2 separate regions of the Gossypium hirsutum genome follow, and region 1 is linked to region 2. The links are chromatin contacts, called in public Hi-C maps. All regions are on one chromosome and are shown on one strand. The core of a region is the stretch at or near the end of the contact, and the rest is flanking DNA. Distances in the headings are between cores, read along the strand shown.

What was found. Hi-C and Micro-C count contacts between places; a contact is called where the count stands out from the background.
Region 1: a contact with region 2 is called in a Hi-C map of leaf, with 1.8 times the contacts expected there. The contact joins the promoter of LOC107897201 here to the promoter of LOC107897245 in region 2. A contact is called at or near these places in 2 of 34 Hi-C or Micro-C datasets (both in leaf).

Annotation. Positions count from the first base shown.
Region 1 is chrA10:13,167,425-13,174,169 of Gossypium_hirsutum_v2.1, forward strand. LOC107897201 (mitochondrial arginine transporter BAC2) reads left to right here and starts at 5,095. Exons shown (of 3, transcript XM_016822561.2): 1 at 5,095-5,630; 2 at 5,723-5,940. The coding sequence starts at 5,776. It overlaps LOC107897203 (G-type lectin S-receptor-like serine/threonine-protein kinase CES101), which reads right to left and starts at 2,211. Exons shown (of 7, transcript XM_016822563.2): 1 at 905-2,211; 2 at 643-747; 3 at 322-530; 4 at 45-255. The coding sequence starts at 2,054.
Region 2 is chrA10:12,881,640-12,888,288 of Gossypium_hirsutum_v2.1, forward strand. It overlaps LOC107897245 (trihelix transcription factor ASIL1), which reads left to right and starts at 4,283. Exons shown (of 2, transcript XM_016822626.2): 1 at 4,283-4,530; 2 at 4,633-6,607. The coding sequence starts at 5,099. The coding sequence ends at 6,358. It overlaps LOC107897247 (protein SYS1 homolog), which reads right to left and starts at 4,208. Exons shown (of 5, transcript XM_041078752.1): 1 at 3,823-4,208; 2 at 3,137-3,733; 3 at 2,242-2,468; 4 at 1,863-1,885; 5 at 591-1,280. The coding sequence starts at 3,360. The coding sequence ends at 2,246.

The sequences.
Region 1 (6,745 bases), core at 3,845-6,344, 290 kb after region 2:
GGATTCCCGAATATGAAACTGTTAAGGTGGTAAGGATGGCCTACCAAAGATCAAGAAATCTAAGCTTTTGTTAGGCATGTATTCATAAATCAACATCTTTTCTTCCACTTGAATGCAAAATCCTAAAAGTCTCACCAGATTGGTGTGCTGTAGTTTTGCAATGAGTATGGCTTCATTCTTGAACTCCACCAATCCTTGCCCTGAATGACTTGAAAGTCTCTTTACTGCTATTTCTCTCCCATCCACAAGTTTTCCCTGAAATTATCTCTTTAGTAATTTGCAAATAAATATTAAACTCGGTTCCGGGACACCATTTATTACCTTATAGACCGGACCAAAGCCACCCTCTCCTAGCTTGTTTCCTACTGAAAAACAGTTTGTAGCTGCAACAATGCTTTTAAAGCTGAACACATCCAACTGGTTATCATGTCCATCTGTTCTGCGACTTATCAAAGTGTCATTCTTGGTTGAAGCCATTGCACCACCTCCAATTTCATCAAACAGCACCCTTTGGTTCATCTTTCCAACCCCTAATAATCAAGTTACAGGAATTTAAGATGTTCTTATCAGGTGATCATTGATAGCTTAGGCATAAAAGGAACTAAGATCCTCATTTCAGTTCCCTTTTAAGGATATAATCACCTCCTCTGTTGCTGTTTTCCCATATTTTGTAACATATTGAGCATACTGGGGGTACAATCATAACTACGCCAACTGATGCGATCAGCCATATCCACCACTTGTTTTCTGAAATGAGAAAACATTAATTCATAGTGTCATAAGTATCAACTTATCATTGGATTCAGATTCCTTGAGAATCTCTGTTAACTGCTAATTCCCCTAACTTAAGTAGAAACTTAAGACATGCATGCTTCAATTTTTCACAATGTAAATCAAGTCTTACCTCTTGGTTCAAGAATGAATACTTCACGCTTGACATCAAGCTTATTATCTCCGGTACCTGATTCCGTAAAACTGACTCCAGTGCTCCAAATCTCGCAGCCGGTCCCATCATCATTTTTTGAAGCATTCGCCACACAAGAACAATCGTCCAAGCACTTGGCCTGACAATCAATTCGAGACAGGTTGTCGGTCTCACTGAATTTAAACCCGGTGTTGGACATGTAACCCACATGCTTCTGGAAAACGTTATTTCCCAAGCTTCTACTACACTCAGGTACGTTCAGTTTCATGCACCCTATGCTCATGTTTTTGGTACATGAAACTTGTGAAGCCACAGAATCCGCCTTGTAACTCACGAGCTCACCCTCCGAATTCAGTTTCAACCTTGGGAAAATGGTAACAGCTTTCTTCACAGTATAATTGAAGTATGTTTCGTTCTCATTCGAAACGTAAAAGAAATCGTAGGAACTATTGGATAAGAAGACCTCGAGAAACCCATGTTGAAAAGACCCACTTTTCCAGTAGACTTCCCCTCGCCACCATATAGCCCACTGAGTTGAATCACTAGGGTCCAACCCAAGGCTAAAAGACCCTGATGCAGGGGACTTATCACTTCTCCATGATGTCAGAGCCCAGTTGAGACCAGTTTTGGAGTTAATCCCAAGTTTCATCCCTGGAAGAAGCGTATCTGTAGGATAATCGAAGCTTTCCCATAGAAGCCGCTTAATAGACCCATCCCTTTTCAGTTCATGTAGCACGAAATTTCCAGAATCCTCTAGAGTAACACTGGTGTTACTTGGTTCTTCAACAGAGTACAGTACCACAGGGTCCGCCAATTGATGTAAAATTTTCAAGCTGCCCCGATCATCTATCTCAAGAATCCCGGTACTGCCAAATGTTGGGGTGTTCCGATTGGCAACCCAAAGTAGATTGTCATCTTCCCCATTGTACCATATTCCCAAGTAGGAATTATCCTCGTGCACAGATTTGAATCCTAACTTGAACATTCCAGAAGTTGAAACTAACTCCTGATCATGTTTCAGCTGTTGGCCTTGGGCTATCGTGGCTATCTGAGAACATGTAGGTCTAAAAAGCAAGGGGATAAAACATGAAAGACTAAAGAGGAGAAGATTTCTTGTTGTGTTTGCCATTAAGGAAGAGTCCAGTTTTGGCTCGCTACCTTTTTCAAATACTACAGATTTCGCTCATATTTGATGGCTTATATCAATTAAAGACGTTAACTTTGGTTAACATTATAGGATACAGTTTCTTTGACAATCATATACAACCTAATCAATCCTAAAGATATTGTAACCTTGGCGTCGTACACTTCTATTTCTAAGTAGATGTTTAGCAACATCCTCTTGTTTTACTTTGCTTACACGGCATACATACCTTAATTTCCCAGTCAACTTTTCCTCACATAGTTCCTTTTCGAAGACTGCTGACGATTAAACCAATTTATTTTTTGACCAAGAGATGCTAAAATATTGAGAGGACCTTAACTAAATGAAGTCACATGCCAACCAAAAGTAAGCGGCTGAGCTTAAGTTAGAATGTTGTAGAAAATGTAAAAGTTCCAAAAACGCGTGACTGAGCATGGCCAGGATGAACACAAAATTCAACATGGATGTTTAGATGGAACTTGTTAGGGGTAGGATTTCCAACCCCGATGGAGGATTTTGTCTTTCAGTTTTCAGTTTTGTTGAGAATTCAAGTGGATTTATAAAGTTTATTCAGAACTTTTGAGTGTATGAAAAGATAATTTGAAGAGGAGTGACTCATACCTAGAGGTGTGCATGGGCTGGGCCACCCGGTCCGGCTCGAATGTCCGCCTGAAATGTGAGAAGATTTGGGTAAAAATATAGGCCCGAAAAATAGACTTGGGAAAAAAATAAGGCCCGTTTAAAAAACGAGCCGGACCCGAATTCACTACATGACAAAAAATCTTTTTTTAATATTATTTTCTTATTATTTTCTCCCTATTTTACTGCTATTTTACTATTATGTTGCTACTATTTTGTTGTTATTGTTTGGATATTGTATAAAACTTATTTTATTGTTAATTTTTATTATTATTTTAAAGACATTTGTTAATTTTGTTATTATTTTAGAAACATTTGCTTGTTAAGTTGCATCTATTTTAGTGTTATTTAAGTATACATTTTTTTAAAATTTATTTTCAATTTGTTGAGAAATATTAATTTGATGTTCTTAGTATTTTTGGTGGTTTATATATATTTTAAAATTATATAAAAATAATATAAAAATTAATATAGGTGGGCCAGGCCGGCCCGGGCTTTAACATTTTTATTCGGGTCGGGTTTGGGCAAAATTTTAGGCCCATTTTTCGGCATGCACACCTCTACTAGTCATACCCTATAACAGGGGTGGAGTCAAAAATTTTTTTGAGGGACGGATAAAGTTATATATTTTTATTATAGCAAAAGTGAAATCTCATTATTTTAATAACTTATATCTTTATAAGTTTTAAATGATTAAATCAATTTTTCTTATTTTTAGGCGGTAAAGTGTAATTTTAAAATTATAAAAAGATTAAAAGCGAAATTTTCTGTTTTAAAAGGGGCCAGGGCCCTGCTAGCCCCCTTGGCTCCCCCCTACCCTACAACTTATGGAGAATTAATAAGCGACAATGCAACTACTTGTGCTAGCTTTCAGTACAGCCACTTTGTGAACCCACCTTAACAAATCGAGAGATAAAACTTCCATTAAGAACAATACTTGAGGTGTTGGGGTTCAACTCTTAATTGAAGGTTTTTTTTATACGTTTATAAAATCATAAGTAAATAACGGCTTTGAGTTTGAACTTTCATGGCAAAGAGAAGCTAATATCGGCTTCGAATGCACAAGTAATAACTTAATGGTAAGTTGTCGATGGGTTCAAGTTCATGAAGAATAGATTGTGTTTAGGAGCACCCAAAAATAAATACGAAAATGATTAGAAATATATAGTAAGTGTGAAAATGGATGATAAAGATTATGTGTTTTCATAGCCTAAATGTGTTAGTGAATTGCTATGGGATGAAAAATGAAAATGATTTGGTTTGTATGATTTTATATATATATATATTTATGAATGTGTTAATTAATGAGTGAAAAGTGTTAATATGATGCCATAGCTAAATATATAACAATATTGTTAAGTGGTGGATAAAATCAACATATAACTAAAAACTATACTAAAAGTGTGGAAATATGTGTAGTGATGAAGTTTAGAAGTCTGGCTAAATTTGAGGTCATTACTACCTTTCTCAAATATTGTTTGGAAAATATTATTAGTAATTGAACTTATTGCTCTCTATGTGAACCATATTATAAAAAATGAACATATTCATAAAGCTTTTTATTGATATGAATTTAAACAAAAGTATCTGCTCTTATATGACATGTGTGTATATATACATATGTGTGTTAATGGGCTTCTTAGATATATATTAATTGTAACTATAATGTTTCCTGATAGACTTAGTGAAACATTAAGATAGATTAGCATGTCAACTAGGGTTTATAGCGTATTTGGAGTATGTCGCCTTGCCCTTTTGTGTGGTGGATAAAAGAAGTTTAAATCATAATTAAGTAAAGGTACAATATTGTATTTTAACTTCAATATGAGTAATAAAGATGTCTAAAAGAATTAAAGTTAACAATAAAAAAAACAATTAAATTAAAATTTGTTTAAGGGGGCAGAAACTTTGTTTGAGGGGGTTAAAATTAAATTGTAATTTTTATGATAATAAAAATGTAAATTTTAAATGATTAAATTAAAATTTTATTATTTTTAAAGAACTAAAATATAATTTTACCTTTATTAATTTAAAATTTTAAAAACTTAAACATCTAAAATGAAAAATTTTCTATGACCTGCCAGCCTCCAATTGACCTCGACCATTAATATATAGTATTAACCTAAAATTTAAATCTAAAAAAACTATTTTCTGCTGGTGCTTATGTACGTAGTAGTGCATAATCACTATATTATCAAATCAAAATCAAACAAATATATGGGCAAGAATTGGGTTGCGTCACTCCACCACTGAGACCAATTTTCATTGGTATTTGGGACAAATAATAAGTAACGAAGGATTCATGGAATACTGATCCAACAGCACCGAAGAAGGGCCAAGGCAAGTTGACGTGTAGATATATGGTTGGGCCACTGGAGGAGCCGCTAATGCGGACCCGAAAAGAAGAGCTTGGCTGTTTCCCCCTACTGGACACACTCGACGCTCCCAACAAAATTGCCACCGGTGCCATTTGTTTCCATCATCATAACCAAAACCTGCTTTCTCAACATTTGCCTTCTTTTCTCTCTTTTATTTTCCTTTTACTTTCTTTCTCTCCTAGTGTTGCTCTTTCTGGGATACACCAAGAAAATTTTCTATTTCTTTTTTTTTTTTTTTACTTTTGGTTGGTAGGACTTAAGAGAGCAGCTAAATAAGTTGAAGGGACAGATAAGTAACAGAATCGGATTTTTAAGGAATCTTAGGTATATTGCCTTTTTTTATGCCTAGGAAGTGCCTCTTTTTTTCTTTTTCTTTTTTTGTAATCTTAGAGACTAGAGTTAGAGAAGCTTGAGGATGATTTAAATTTCCGACCTTTTAAAGCTTTTTCCTGACCAAAAAAAGGTGAAAATCTGTTTCCAAGCTGGAGCAGAGACAGAAGATTCAAAGTCAGTTGTCTTGTTCAAGTGGCTTTGTTTATAAAAAGTAGGGAACTGAATAGGTTCAAAAACTTGATATTCTCAATTGTTTTGTTTTGGATAATTGAAATTTAGAGCGTATAATGGATTTTTGGCCAGAGTTTCTTGCAAGTAGCTGGGGAAAAGAATTTGTGGCTGGAGGTTTCGGTGGAATGGCTGGTATCATCTCCGGTTATCCACTTGACACCCTTAGAATCCGGCAACAAAGCACCGATTCAGGTTCTGCCCTTAGGATCTTACGCCGGGTTGTCGCCACGGAAGGACCTGGTGCTCTCTATAGAGGCATGGCTGCGCCATTGGCATCAGTCACCTTTCAGGTTCTTTTTCTCATTTCTCCATTTTTACTGTGTTGGTGATTCAATAAATTGTTTCAATCTAAAGGTTTCTATTTGTGGTTCATGATTTAGGTGCGGTTGTTTTATGCTTTAAGATTTCTTCTTCTGTGGAAAAAAGTGCATTAAAATGAATCGCATGGAGGGTTCTTTGAACCTTATCACTTATCAGGATGTAGCGTATGAAATATTTGTTAACCAAGTGAACTCATCATCAATCTTATGCTCTCCCCCAAAATTCCTTTTTTATGTTTATTCAAGTTTTGTGGTGCTTTGCTGATTAGACATTTGTTGCTTTTTGGTGCAAGTCATTTTCCATGAATTTGGCCTGATACGATGCCCAACTCCCTATAGCTTATCGTTTAATATCTTTATATATATTAGTGTTTAGGTGTAACACGCTTTTGAACTGTCTATTTTTTTCATAAAATATGATATCATATTTTTAATAATCTCTTTAATTTTTTCCCCCTTAATAGCCTAGAAATTATGAAAGGAGTTTGGCCGTATTATTATTTTCGTTAAGGATTTTGATCTTTATGAGACACTGACTTTACTTTATTTTCCTCTGTGGTCCGCGCATGCATTGCTTGTGACCCGATGTTTTAATTAAAATAAGGTCGATATCATTAAAAAAAGAGTTACCTGCCTACAAGAATTAATCTCTCTGCAAGTTTTTTTCATTAAGGAACAGTCTAATATATAAACCAGAAGAGAAGGGAAAGGAACTTCCAAATCATAGTCTATGTAAAAAATTTGCATGACAACATCGAAAACATCAATTATTTGT
Region 2 (6,649 bases), core at 3,033-5,532:
ATTGATCAGTCAAAGTCGGTCAATATACCATGTCATCAATCAACTTGATTAACATGTCACATTATTAGTCAACTTGTCATATTATTGATAACATGACACGTTCTGATCAATCAACCTTTTATTAAGGTCGATTAACGAGATAAAATTCAATTATTAAAATGAAATAAAAAATATTCTAATAATACTGAAGATTGAGCCTATAATATAGTATCAGCTCGAGTGACATATAACATACTGAAAAACATTTTGACATTGATAAAATTTTTTTTTTCAAAAATTCAATGTCTTCTAAGCGTTCGGGAATGCAATGGCTTGGTATCGAAATTTTATGGCTATATAGACCTTGTATATATTATTGTTCACATGTCAAGGTTTTCATTTCATACTCATCATACTTTAGGATAAATTACTCATTAATTACTCTATAATTAATTTTTTTATTGTTATTTTAATCATTGTTGTTAATTAAATTAACTAAATTGCTATCAAATTCACTATTCCACTGTTAAATACAATTATTTATTTATTTATTTTCCTTTCTTTCTTTTCCATTCTTTTTATTTGAATGCTCTCAATTATTGACAAAAATGTAGTAAATTGAGAGACACCCATTTTTATTTTTCCTCAATATTTACGGATGATTTGAGATTTCACAATCTAGGGTTTAAAAATAACTAGAAACTAACCTAAAATTAGAAGAACTTGAACCAGTAAGACAATCCTCTCGCAAAAAAAGTCCCCAAAAGAAAAAAAGAAAAAACCCGTCCTTTTTGCCTCCCTTTATGACCTTGGTTCACCCATGAAACCCTTTGTCGCAACCCTCCATCGCTAAAACCACCGTCCACTTCTGTGTAAACCATTAAAAATTCTCTATTCTCTCCGCCTCCTCTAATTCTTCTTGGAAACCTATCCATTGCAAACCCTTTGCCGGGTAACCTCCAAACAATCAGCCCAGCTAGAATCTCACCCAAATTTGAATATACACAATCGATTTCGGCTTCTTCATTACCGTCAACGTTGGCGGGTAATTTGTGGCAACAAACAAAGCTTGAGTTTCATAATTGAAGCCATGAGAGTATGCAGTTGGAATGATACAAATTATCCCAAGGCATATTAAGAACTTTGACCCCCTAACCAGAATTGCTCTTGCAGACCGCACAACACGGGTTGTTATTGATATGGATTTTGCTTATTTCCATCATCGACATTGCTTTCATAGCCACTTCAAACACCAACGGTTGCTCATTCCGCTCAGCATTCTGGATTTTCATTTGGAATAACTGTCATTGCATTTGTGTGTTGGATTTAAGGAAAAATATGGGGGAAAAGGAGAGGAGAGAGAAAGGTAAGAAAAAAAAAGGAACGAAAGAAATAAGGAAAAAATAAAAAAATAATTAAATTGATCAATTTAATTAATAGCGGTCACCAAATTAACAAAAATAAAAATATCTAATTTTAGAAGTTTACCCTAAAATCAAAGATATTATCCACAAGCAAATCACATCATTTATACTTAACATGTGTGGCAAATGCTTGAAAGCAGAAAAGGAAAAAAATAAATAAATAAACTGTAGATCAAGAAAATACTTAGGTCAGATAACCCCAAATTTATCTAATCATATGCAGACTTAAAAAACTAAAAAACTAATCAGCTATGCAGCTAAAATATGAAAACAGTTCTCAAAGATCAAACCCAAATGAATGCCTTCAGCTTCATATCACCTCAGCATCACTATCCCAAACTTTCATGGTTGCTCTCTTTCATCTTTCTCATTGCGGATTATATTTGGTTTTTAAATAATTATATCCTTCAAAGCATTGGGAAACAATGTATTTTAATGCCACAAGGAATTTCTTCATACCTGATTCTTTATCAGTCAAACATCTGCATCAGATAAAAGTCAGCCAATATATTACAATTGAGGAACCAAAGAAAGAATTGTTAACTGAAGAGAGCAAATGTAAATACTAAGTTCAACCATAAACTAGCAAGGTCTCAGGTAAGTCTTTCAATCATTTATGTTTTAACTTGACATAGTTCAACAACTTCTATTCTTTTGCTTATTTACCAGATACAGAATTAATGTGGCAGAAAAGCATTGAACAGAATATATTAAGTAGAGCAGGAAGATGAATAGCAATCTTACAAATGCAAGAAAGAATGACTTGAATATATATATATATTCTACATTACACTTATCTTAAGAAATCAATTTAACATATTTAGGAATTATTTCTTACTTGATCAATATCGTGTTATGGGAATCTCTCTGAGTTCCCGTCTAATGCATAAATATTCACCTAGCAAAGCCATCACTGCAACTCCAGTACCATTCACAACCCACCATGTTATTGAGGAAGGCCAACCTCCATACATGATGCATATAAAAAGATGTATAATATAGAGTGTGGCTGAAAAATCTAAGCATTTCTTTGCCCTTTCAATCAAATAAAGCATATACCCAGCGCTGCATAGATCCAAATAAAGCAAAATTGAAGTTAAAATGAGCTCAGTTTAGAAAACGCCAAATATTATTATCATCTCAGAACTTCTTATATAATTTACTTCAAGTGACATGTATCTGAACATATAAAATATAACTTAGGTTAAAATTAGATCTTCACAGAAGCAATATCTAATTCAGAACTAAAAACACCTCCCTCATACAGGACACAAACCGTATAAGCAAAAATAACCATAATTAATAACTTTTCAAGCTTAGATATTCTTATGTTAACCTTTATAGATATCATAGAACAAATGACACAGACAAATATCACAACCATACAATGTAATCTGTACATTGATCCAAGCCAGTCCTAAAATCTATAATCAAGGGAAAAAACAAGAGAAATGGAGATTTTTTAGTTAAATCATAACCCAAAGGTGCTATAAAGCACACAAACTAGTTTTTAAATAAGTTAGGCCTAGTTCTGCAGAACTTTTAAATATCATTCATCTTGAAATCAAGTATTCATGTTCAAGCAAATTTAATAAGTAATAAATCTGAAATGCAGCAAATTAAAACCCTAGCATTTGTTCTATAAATACAATCAAAATTTCAAGATAGCAGACCTGAAGAAGCATACAAATGAATCATAGTTATAAAAGACAAGATTGAAATTGTATTCTCACCCCGCAATTGAGCTGAGCAGAAAGGAAGCAATGACACACCAGCCTGTAACGGTAGAGGTAGTAACCGATGCAAAGTCAAAGAAATAGACCAAACTCATACGAGAAACGCGAATGCCAACAAGAAACGATAAGAAAACTCCAAGAGTAAGGTAGTATAAACATTGAAGGCAAACAATTTGGGCTACAATAAGCCAAGGATCCCATACCACCGCACCATAGAACATGTCTACAATTCAATACCCCTTCAAATTCCGGATTCTCCCAGATCAGCACAAAACCGAAACAATTTCAAACCAATTCCTCAATGTACACTAAAACTTTCCTTATACCCAAGTGGCAAACCCTAAAAAGGAACTAGTTCCTCCAATGCTTTTTTTTCTTGGAAACCCTAATTCTCAGAAAAAAAAAGGGATTAGTAGAACCACTGGTTGCCCAGCTGGAATTTTTCGAAGTTACAAGAAAAAACCCAGTTTTTTTGGAGAATGAAAATTCAACGCCAGTGTGCCCAAAATTGAGACTTGGTGAACTCGGATCTGGTAAATCAGTGAGTCCTGAGAGAAACAAACCCGAACCTAAATGCCTTTTATTGGAAGGAAGCTGAGAATAAAAAAGCGCCTGTTATTTGAGGAAAACTAATACAGGTTTTGATTCAAAAGAAAAAAAAAGTTGAAAGATTGAAAACTGACCGTGGAGGCTGATAGAGGAGAGAGGCGTATCCATTAACAAATTCTACAATTTTCGCTTCTAAGAACCTTCTTTTTCATATTAGTAAAATATTATAAAGCTTCAGCTCAGCTGGACTCCACCCTCCGTGGAACCTTCTTTTGAGGGGGATTGAAGCTTAAGTTTTTTTTGTAGTAATTCTCTTACCTGTATATAAAAGTCAGCTACATTTCAACGGAGGGAAAGTTAATCTCTCTTTTTTTCTTTAAGCCGAGTTAATTTCTTCTTGTAGAAAGAATCAAGCTTTTCCTGTCACCCAATGGGCTGAAAACTTTTGATTTCACTTGGAAAACCAAGAACCTTAAATGAAAAGACAAAACAACCCAGTGCCTACGTTATCATGAAAACCCATTTAACAATCTACCTACCCAAATGGGCTCCTAAATATCAAGGCCTGTTATCCAATCATATTAAGAACAAGGCGTGCAATTGCAGCAATCCTCGTTTTACACTCTCAATTACCCCTTTTCTTTTTTTCTTCCAAGATTTTACACTCGCCTGTATCAGTGTCTGTTTTTTTCTTCTCTTTTCGTGTTAAATCTTCTTCCTGAGAGAAATAGAAATGAAGCGTTTTCAATTTGCCTTAATTTTGTGAGTTAGGGGTTTCTTGGAGCTTCAATTAAAAGTTTGATGATTAAGAGAAGTTATAAGCATTTTTGAGAACTTTCCAGGTAAGTTATGAATGGTCTGATTTGACATTAGGGTTATTTTATTGATTTTGAGATGATGGGTTTAATTGGAATTTGAAATTTTTTTTCTGTTGGTTGGTGAAGGATGAATCAGTGATCAACAGCTGGAAAGTAACAAGATAGAAAGGAAATTGAATTTTAATTGGCTTTTCCCTTTTTGCTTTTGGTAAACAAACATGGTGGGGGTTGAATTTTGCGAACTTGTGTGTTGAAAGTTTGAGAATTCCGTGATTTTGAGTTGAAAAACTTTTTTTTTGTCCTTTTTTATATCAATCTGTTATGGGTTTTTGTTATTTGATTCGATAATGACTTCTTTCCTTTTTATCAAGAAAAATAATCGAGGGTTTTAGGAATGTTAATGAGTGCTAGTGGGGATCGTAATTGGCAAAACAATAATGATTGTTGTAATGTTGTCAAAGATTGATTGGATGGGGAAGAGCAAATTGGGGATTGGAAGTACCTCCAATTAGAAATTTTGTTTTTGAGATTGGCTTAGATTGTTAAGGATACTTTAGGGTTGTCTCATTGTTGAGGTCAGTTTTTGGTTTTAATGGATGACATTGAGGATGATGCTAGATATCCTCCAAATCCTTATGGTGTTAGCCACCAGCAGGGGTATGGTTCTTCAAATCCCCAAAAGCTTCCTCTAAGAAATATTCCGAGTTCTAGACCAATTAGGAATCAATATGTTGACGATGATGAAGATGGGGAGGACGAAGTGGAGGATTTGGGAGAAGAAGAGGAAACTCTTAACCGAAGTAATGGTGTCCGGTATGTAGGAGAAGGCATGGACGATGAAGATGAAGATGAAGATGAAGATGAAGATGAAGATGAAGATGAAGATGAAGATGAAGATGATGATGATGAGGAGGAGGAGGAGGAGGAGGATGACTTGCTTGATGATGATGAGGAGGAGGATGATTATAATGAAGGTGGTGATGATCGAAAGAATGTTGTTGCCAACTTGGGGAGGCACCCAAAAAAGAGGAAATTGAAGAGTTTAGTGTCAAGTTATGAATTTGCTCCTCGAGTACCAACACCAGCAGTTGCAGCTCCATCTGTGCTAAAGTCCTCATACGGTGGGAGGAATTCTCTTACGGATTGGACTGAGCATGAGACATTGGTTTTGCTAGATGCCTGGGGTGACTGCTTTTTGCAATGTGGGAGGAAGAGTCTCCGAACCGAGGAATGGCAAGAAGTTGCAGAGAAGGTTTCAGAGATTTCAAAGATTGAAAGGACTGAGACACAATGTCGGAATCGGTTGGATACATTGAAGAAGAAATATAAAAAGGAAAAGGCTATGCTGACAGAGACTGGTGGTACCACTAGCAAATGGGTTTATTTCAAGAAGGTGGATATGTTGATGTCAACTCCTCCACAGCAGGGTCGTCTCTCTTGCGGATTTGACTCGGGTGAATACGTATTCATGAACCCTCGAGTTTATTTGAACCGAGCAAATGGTTTGGATGAAATGAGGGATAGTCCAGCCAATTCTGAATTCGCTGACAGTGAGGAGGATGTCTCAGATGGACTGCCACCTAAAAAGAGAAGATTTGGGAGGCAATCTGGCGAGGATTCTTCAGTCAAATTGCTTGCAGATTCTATCCAGAAATTCAGCGACATATATGAAAAAATCGAGAATAGTAAAAGGCAGCAGATGTTGGAATTGGAGAAGATGAGAATGGATTTTCACAGGGAGTTGGAAATGCAGAAGAGGCAGATCATGGAAAGAGCGCAGGCTGAAATTGCGGAACTACAGCATGGTGAGAATGAGGCAAATGATGCCTCCGGTGAGAATGCTAGTGGGTAACATATGCAAAACCCTGTTATCTTCTTTATAACATTCATCAGATTTTGGCTGTTAAATGTTGTTGTATGGTATATGGGAGACTGTTGCCAGATGCCGTTGTGATAGACAATAATAACACGGTATACATGCTGTTATCATTCAAAATCAAGTAGAAACTTGTACTGAATTTAGAGATTCCATGCTATAGTTTAACTGATGTGTCATTTTTTCAAGGTGAATGAATGGCCAAGTGCCTAGATGTTTTGGTCTTGTCTAGTTGAGTTTCTTTTTCTGCATAAGTTGTCCTCAAAA